2 separate regions of the Xenopus laevis genome follow, and region 2 is linked to region 1. The links are chromatin contacts, called in public Hi-C maps. All regions are on one chromosome and are shown on one strand. The core of a region is the stretch at or near the end of the contact, and the rest is flanking DNA. Distances in the headings are between cores, read along the strand shown.

The links. Hi-C and Micro-C count contacts between places; a contact is called where the count stands out from the background.
Region 2: a contact with region 1 is called in a Hi-C map of animal cap, with 4 times the contacts expected there. The contact joins the enhancer-like site here to the promoter of homer3.L in region 1. A contact is called at or near these places in 3 of 4 Hi-C or Micro-C datasets (the XL177 cell line, the XTC cell line and animal cap).

What each region holds. Positions count from the first base shown.
Region 1 is chr1L:124,403,760-124,406,865 of Xenopus_laevis_v10.1, forward strand. homer3.L (homer scaffold protein 3 L homeolog) reads left to right here and starts at 1,583. Exons shown (of 10, transcript NM_001087155.1): 1 at 1,583-1,636.
Region 2 is chr1L:124,479,001-124,482,106 of Xenopus_laevis_v10.1, forward strand. No RefSeq gene overlaps it. Among protein-coding and RNA genes, the nearest start is that of ddx49.L, 18 kb to the right of the region's middle. Within about 2 kb of position 1,596, at least 1 of the 7 cell types and tissues checked has an H3K27ac peak or open chromatin away from gene starts, as enhancers often do. A contact at or near this core is called in animal cap, where this site is marked.

The DNA of each region.
Region 1 (3,106 bases), core at 333-2,832:
CAGTCCAATGCACAGTTCCTTCTATACAGGTAACAGGGCAGAGAATCTTTTGACATCAATCCACAGAATGAGGCACAGTTCAGCATACATTGTTCTTCTCTAGGTAACTCCACAATTAAAGGCACAGGGTACTTTTGGGTGACTCAATAGCGTAACAATACCTTTAGCTTGCTGAGTTCCTCCAATAAGCACTCCTCCGCAGGGGTAGGGGAATCCAAACTGTTGGAGGGAGTCTTCCTGCTGTAGCTAGGGTAGATTCCAGAGAGGTGCCAAGCAGGCCTGGACTGGCAATCTGTGGGTTCTGGCAAATGCCAGAGGGGCTTTTGTAAGTTCCCATAGAGTTGGGCTGGTGGGAGGCTGCTTGTGCCTTTGTGTACTTGGAATGCCAGGGCCTATTTTGATTCCCAGTCTGGACCTGGTGCCAAGGTGGGCTGCCCTGCCACACCCAAGATGCTCCCATTGTCTCTAAAGAATATGCCTCTGCTGCAACCACAACAACAACCTCCACTTCCCAGACCAACAATACTTTGTTTTTGTAGCGGGACAGATTTTGCCAGACCCCCTGGGATAAACCCAGTGTCAGACTGGCCCACTGGGATACAGGAAAACTCCCAATGGGCCCAGGTGTCAGTGGGTCCTCTTGCTTCTAACCATTTTGCCTATTTCATGGTCATTCCCTATTTCTTTAAGGGGCTTAATTATGGAAGAATAGAGTATAGTATGTAGAGATAAAAGACTAGGAGAATAAAGAGGTTGAGAGAAGGAATAATAGTTTGGAAAGTGGGCCCGCAGTCTAAGGTTTTCTGGTGAGCCCGACATCCCAGTCCCACACTGGATAAACTGGTATGTCCACTATACAATAGTGGGGGGGGTACTGTCCAGTGCCTTTCCCTGTCTTTTAATACTGAAAATGGGGGAAAGTATGGGGGAATTATGAAAAAAAAAGGCGCAAGCACATTCCAGTAGCCAAACCACATGTCCTTTTCTAGCTCAGCATTTGTCACACTAAACATTCTCCAAAGCATGGACAAAACTGTTTCTTTTCAAGAGCCAGTAAAGTTAACAAAGTGACCATCGGCAGGGGGAGCCATTGAGTCTGCAAACTGTCTGGAAATAAAGTGAAGAGAGAGAAAAAATAGGAAAAATGTAATGGGATGGGGCAGTGGGGAGGAAGGAGAACAAATCAGCTTAGAACAAAAGGAGAACAAGCTATAGAGGGTGTTCTGCAAGGGGACTGGGAGCGGTTGCTAAGCATTCTGGGAGTGTGGTACACACAGGGTTATTGTGGCTACATGCTGGGGGCAGGGGGGGCTAAGGGAAGGTTCGTACATAGCGGGGATGAGACCGGCAGAGCTACTGGAAAGTGACTGAAAGTTGCCCTTCAACTGGAGCCAGCGAGAGAGACAGAGAGAAGCTGCTCCCGTGTCTGCTCCGTCCTGCACGCTCAGCTCTTTGTGTCTGGGAGAGAGAGAAAGAGAGAGAGGAAGAGGCGAGAAGGGGCGGCAGGAGCAAATAACGGACTGGGAAGTGGGAAATTCACAGGAAATTTAAGAGCATCCGGCCTGACACAGGGAACAGGGACACGGTGCAAAGTGACACAGGGGCCACAGGAAACTCACATGGGAAAGGAGTGTGGGTGAGTAATTAGCTCTCAGACTCGACTACATGCAACACATGAGCAATGCTGATTTATCAATAGTCTGTGCTGTTATATGCCACATGTAAGCATCATTTAGGGATGAATCCCTGTTTTACCTTATAAACACGTGTGTGCCTATTCATATATCTGTGCGTATATAGGTATTCATTAGAAATGGTATGGTCATACTCATAGTGCTTCATATATGTTCTGTGTCATTCTCCTGTATTTCATCTGAGAGGCTTCTTAACTCCTTGGTCCCTGAGCCGGTCCTGACAGTACATTTATTTGCAGGCGCCTTTCTTTCAGAGCAGCTGTTAAAACCAAAGAAGGATTTTCCTGTTAGTGGAAAAAGCCAATTAGCGACTAGCATGACAGAGCTGAGTGCAGCATATGATATACTGCCAGCTGTGCCAATCTATGTGTATGTCAATCATCCTTCCGTCTGATGGCTATAAGCAGACTTTCTGTGTTGTGTGGCTAAGTATTAAGCACTTCTGTAGTCCTGTTGTAATAGCAAGTGGTTGTGTGCATGTCACAGAATCTTTCTAGCCCAACGTGCAGTCATGCTGAGACTTTCTTTTTTTGGTGTGTAATTTATGCTACAGCGCTGTACAGAAACATATAATTTTGAGCACAGAGTTCTCTCTCTCTCTTTTCACATCAGTATGGGGGGGGTTTTAAAATTTTCATCTTTCTCTGTGATCCCATCCTAGTATTTAGCTGGCGCTAGAAAGAAAAGCGGAGTTTCTCACCAGTACGGTACTAAAAAAAAAAAAGTACAAGTTTGAAGCGTATTCCAGTGAGGGTAAAATGCTCTGACATGTGGAGTCAACAAGCATAAAGCAAATGTCACACTCTCCTTGGTTGCCTCTGCTGAACGCTAGCCCCTTTGACAGTGCACAAGACAAAAGTACAAGACATAAGAGTTACGCTTCCTCCTCTATGGATTGCCTGCATTTTTATGAGCACTGTTTGTCCTGCTATATGATTAATGATAGGCAGGTGTGTTGAGAACATTTGGTGAGTGATCTGTAAAGTAAAATGCAGATGCTCTCAAAAAAAAAAAAAAAAAACCCTGAAGTCTGCATTTCCTTTGAGAAATGCTTAAATGGTGGAATTAGTCCAGCACTGGATGAAAAAAGAGAACTAAAGTGTTATGTATTAAATGTGGGGTAGGGGGCAATCCACCATGTTTCTTTGCACATTGCACCCTGCCCTTAGAAAAATTGCCATAGGTCTTTGCACTTCAAAATGGTATACATTTTGCACTTCAAATGTATACATTGTCGTCTGCATTTGGTAGTGCTATATTCATGAGGTACAGGTAGGGGTGGCACGGAAGGGTCTCCCCTTCCACCCCTGCCCATTCCCTAATGTGTGTCTTATTAAGACGCACAAGTTGGGGGGCATAGGCCACAATGGAGCCTATGGGAATAGGGCCTTGTGCCTGATGGAGCCACACTG
Region 2 (3,106 bases), core at 346-2,845, 75 kb after region 1:
TTTCAATTGACTACTTGGTGGTCAGGCTGGTGGTAAAATAAAAGCAGATGGCGCTGTTGTAACAAAATTCATTCAGGTTAACAGTGCATGTATCCCTTAATGTCTTGGAATAAAAAATAAAGATCAATATACATTGCAAAAGTGCTTAGAATTGCACCATCATCAATTTTACATTCGCTTATTTCAAAGGTTTACTTCTCTCTCCTGAGTCTACATCAGACTGCTGCACAGATGTTAGAAAACAGGAATAAAAGCAGTTATTTCTTGTAAAAATAGGATACAGCCTCTCCCAAACTCTCTCCAACAAAACAAGGTGACTTGCTAAATTAGAAGAGCAGAGAGCTTCCCAGCTGGAAAAAAATTCCTAGGGAATTGTAACTATGCTCTATTAATAGTAACAGTAAAAATACACTAATGACCGGGGCCTGGGGCCTATTTATACATTTTAGCCACCTGGCAACTTCCCACAAGGTGTAGCTGTCGCTTAGTCTAACCAATAAGCTAATTTTAAAATTAAAATATATATTGTAAATTTTTTATGTTTATTCTTGATTTTGAGATGTATTTTTCAGTCTAGTCTGTGTAAAGACACGTCGACAATGTAAAGACACGTCGACAATATTATTGCATTGTACAAATAGGAAAATATCCATTGCAGACCTGCTCTCATATCATAGATATACACACTTATATTTAAGTATGACCCTTCATTTAAAATGGTCACCCTTTAATGTTATCCTAAATGGAGGACATAGTTATTAAATTATAATGCACAAGAGCCATGAATATCCTCTAAATGATATCCTTATAAATGGACCTAAGTGACGTCATAAATCATAATTGGTGCATAGTGATGTAATGTCAAATACAAATAAATAATGTACCCCCTGTTGAAAAATATGAGGATATTAATAGTCATCTCAGACTTCCATGACCTTTATAAAAGAACTTGGCCTTTGGTCTTGTGCTTTTATTTGGTCATGAAACTCCTCCGTGACATAAAATGCTTATATAGTACAATAGGGGGTACTTTATTCACTATATAAACATTCAGACCACACCCTAGAACAGTAGCAGCTTTCCTTTGGTTTTCCTTACATAGCCAACAATTGAAAATATGTGAGCCAATCATAAGAGTTTCCCTCGGGCCATGGGCCGATCATACAAGTAAATGAGATACCCATAAAGTAAATAACTACATGCAACCTATAGTGGGAAGTGTTTATTCCCCCCCCCCCTTCGCTCTGTTTACATTGACTCTTGTTAGTGGTGGTTAGACAATCAATTCAGTGTAGCACAGGTTACCTTGCTATTAACATATATTATAATAAAAGAAACCTATAAACCCCCCTGACACAAAATACCATCATTTGCTAATAAAACACTATCTCAAGGAACAAATAAGCCTACATTAGAGGGGTGCAAAACAATGCAAGAATACATACCATACTACAAAATGTGCAGTTTATCACCATTATAAAAGGCTTGTCATAGTGAAAACAATTGTATAAGGTATTGTGTATAGGTTTGGCCACAACTAGACTACCTGGAGAGCAGCCGGTGTGACTGTACCTGGCCCTGCCCCCTCCAGTTTTGCACCCAGACCTGTGCTCATCTACTTTCACCACTGCCACAAGAAGAGGCTTTAAAGCAGGACTCCCTGCAAGGGATCAGAAGGTAATATATGGAGGTTCATCTCTGGGCAGAAAGTTGCTATCTGTGCAGAATGCCTGGAACCTGGGTCTCAGAACTAAGTGCCCGGTCTAGCTAGTGAAAAAAGTTTATATTATAGCTCACTGCAGCAGTAAAAAGGGAATTAAGACCAGGTAGGAAGGGCAATCTGGTGCCCCAACAAGGAGTAACGTAGGGGTTAGTACCCTAGCACATACCCTGCCAGTCAAGGTCACATCTGACAGCACAGGATAGTGTTTACCCCTAATAACAAAGCTGCACAGTCCTAGGATTCGACTGTTCAGCACCTGGTGTTGAGCAATACCTCTGGGATTTTTTTTTAATGTCAAGTTGCTGTTGCCTTTCTCTGGATTAAATAAATTCCTATACTAATATATAAAAAAGTGGATGGTGGAAGTATTGATTATACACCAAAACTCAAATATTCATGGAAAAAACAACTCAAACATTAATAAAACTGCCCCTAAATATAAGGAGTGAAGATGTACTTGCTCATAAGGAATGGTGAATTGTAAAATACTAAAATGGTTTCTATCTCTGACAATGGATTAACGGGAATCTTAAGAATCATGTTTTGTAATTTTCTACTTGCTAGATAGTGGGAAAAAATATTCCAGTAGAATATCATGTATTGCTATGCAAACTAGCCATCTCTGGGCCAATCAGATAAAAGCTATAAATAACACTTTGCTCACTTTACATTTGCGGATCTGTCGCCCTGCCAGGAGTATGACGGTTACCTTCATTTGTGGGACTGAAGCATCTGGCAATCATATCACCATGAAGGAATTGATATGTGGGTGATATTGGGCATATTTGCAACTAGGTAGTAAGCACGGATTATGTTTTTTTTTCAGCTAGCTACAGGTAGAGGAATACATTTGACTGGTTGCCATAGGGTACTGCCAAGGTGCAAATTTGCTGATAAATGAGCCCCTTGAGTCTGTAGCAAACAGTAACAGACATTGTGCCTACTTCTTCTGCCTATAAAAATTCAGTAAGCCACTAGAATTTTTCCCAATTCATTAAAATAAAGGCATGCAGACCTCCTTTCACAACCATTCCTAATACTTCAAGGCCACCACCTTGGCTTTGCCTGTCTTACCTTCCTGTTGGCAAAAATCAGTGGTGTGAATGTACATTGTTGCTACTCCTTCTCACCTGGAGAGCTACCCGACTGCCTGCTTACTTGCTGTTGACAAAGATAAATGTAAGCAGTGAAGTGGCCTGTGGCTTAGGATACTAGACTCACCAAGGAAACAGAATATTCGTATATTCCTAATTGATGCACAGCATGAGATGTGTGGTCTTGCAGGGCATATCATATGGTTGGATGTTCGATGTCTGTGAAGGACAGGACATGTGCTAGACTTGGCCTAGTGCAATGTGATGGATTGTGGAACTGTCTGCTTTC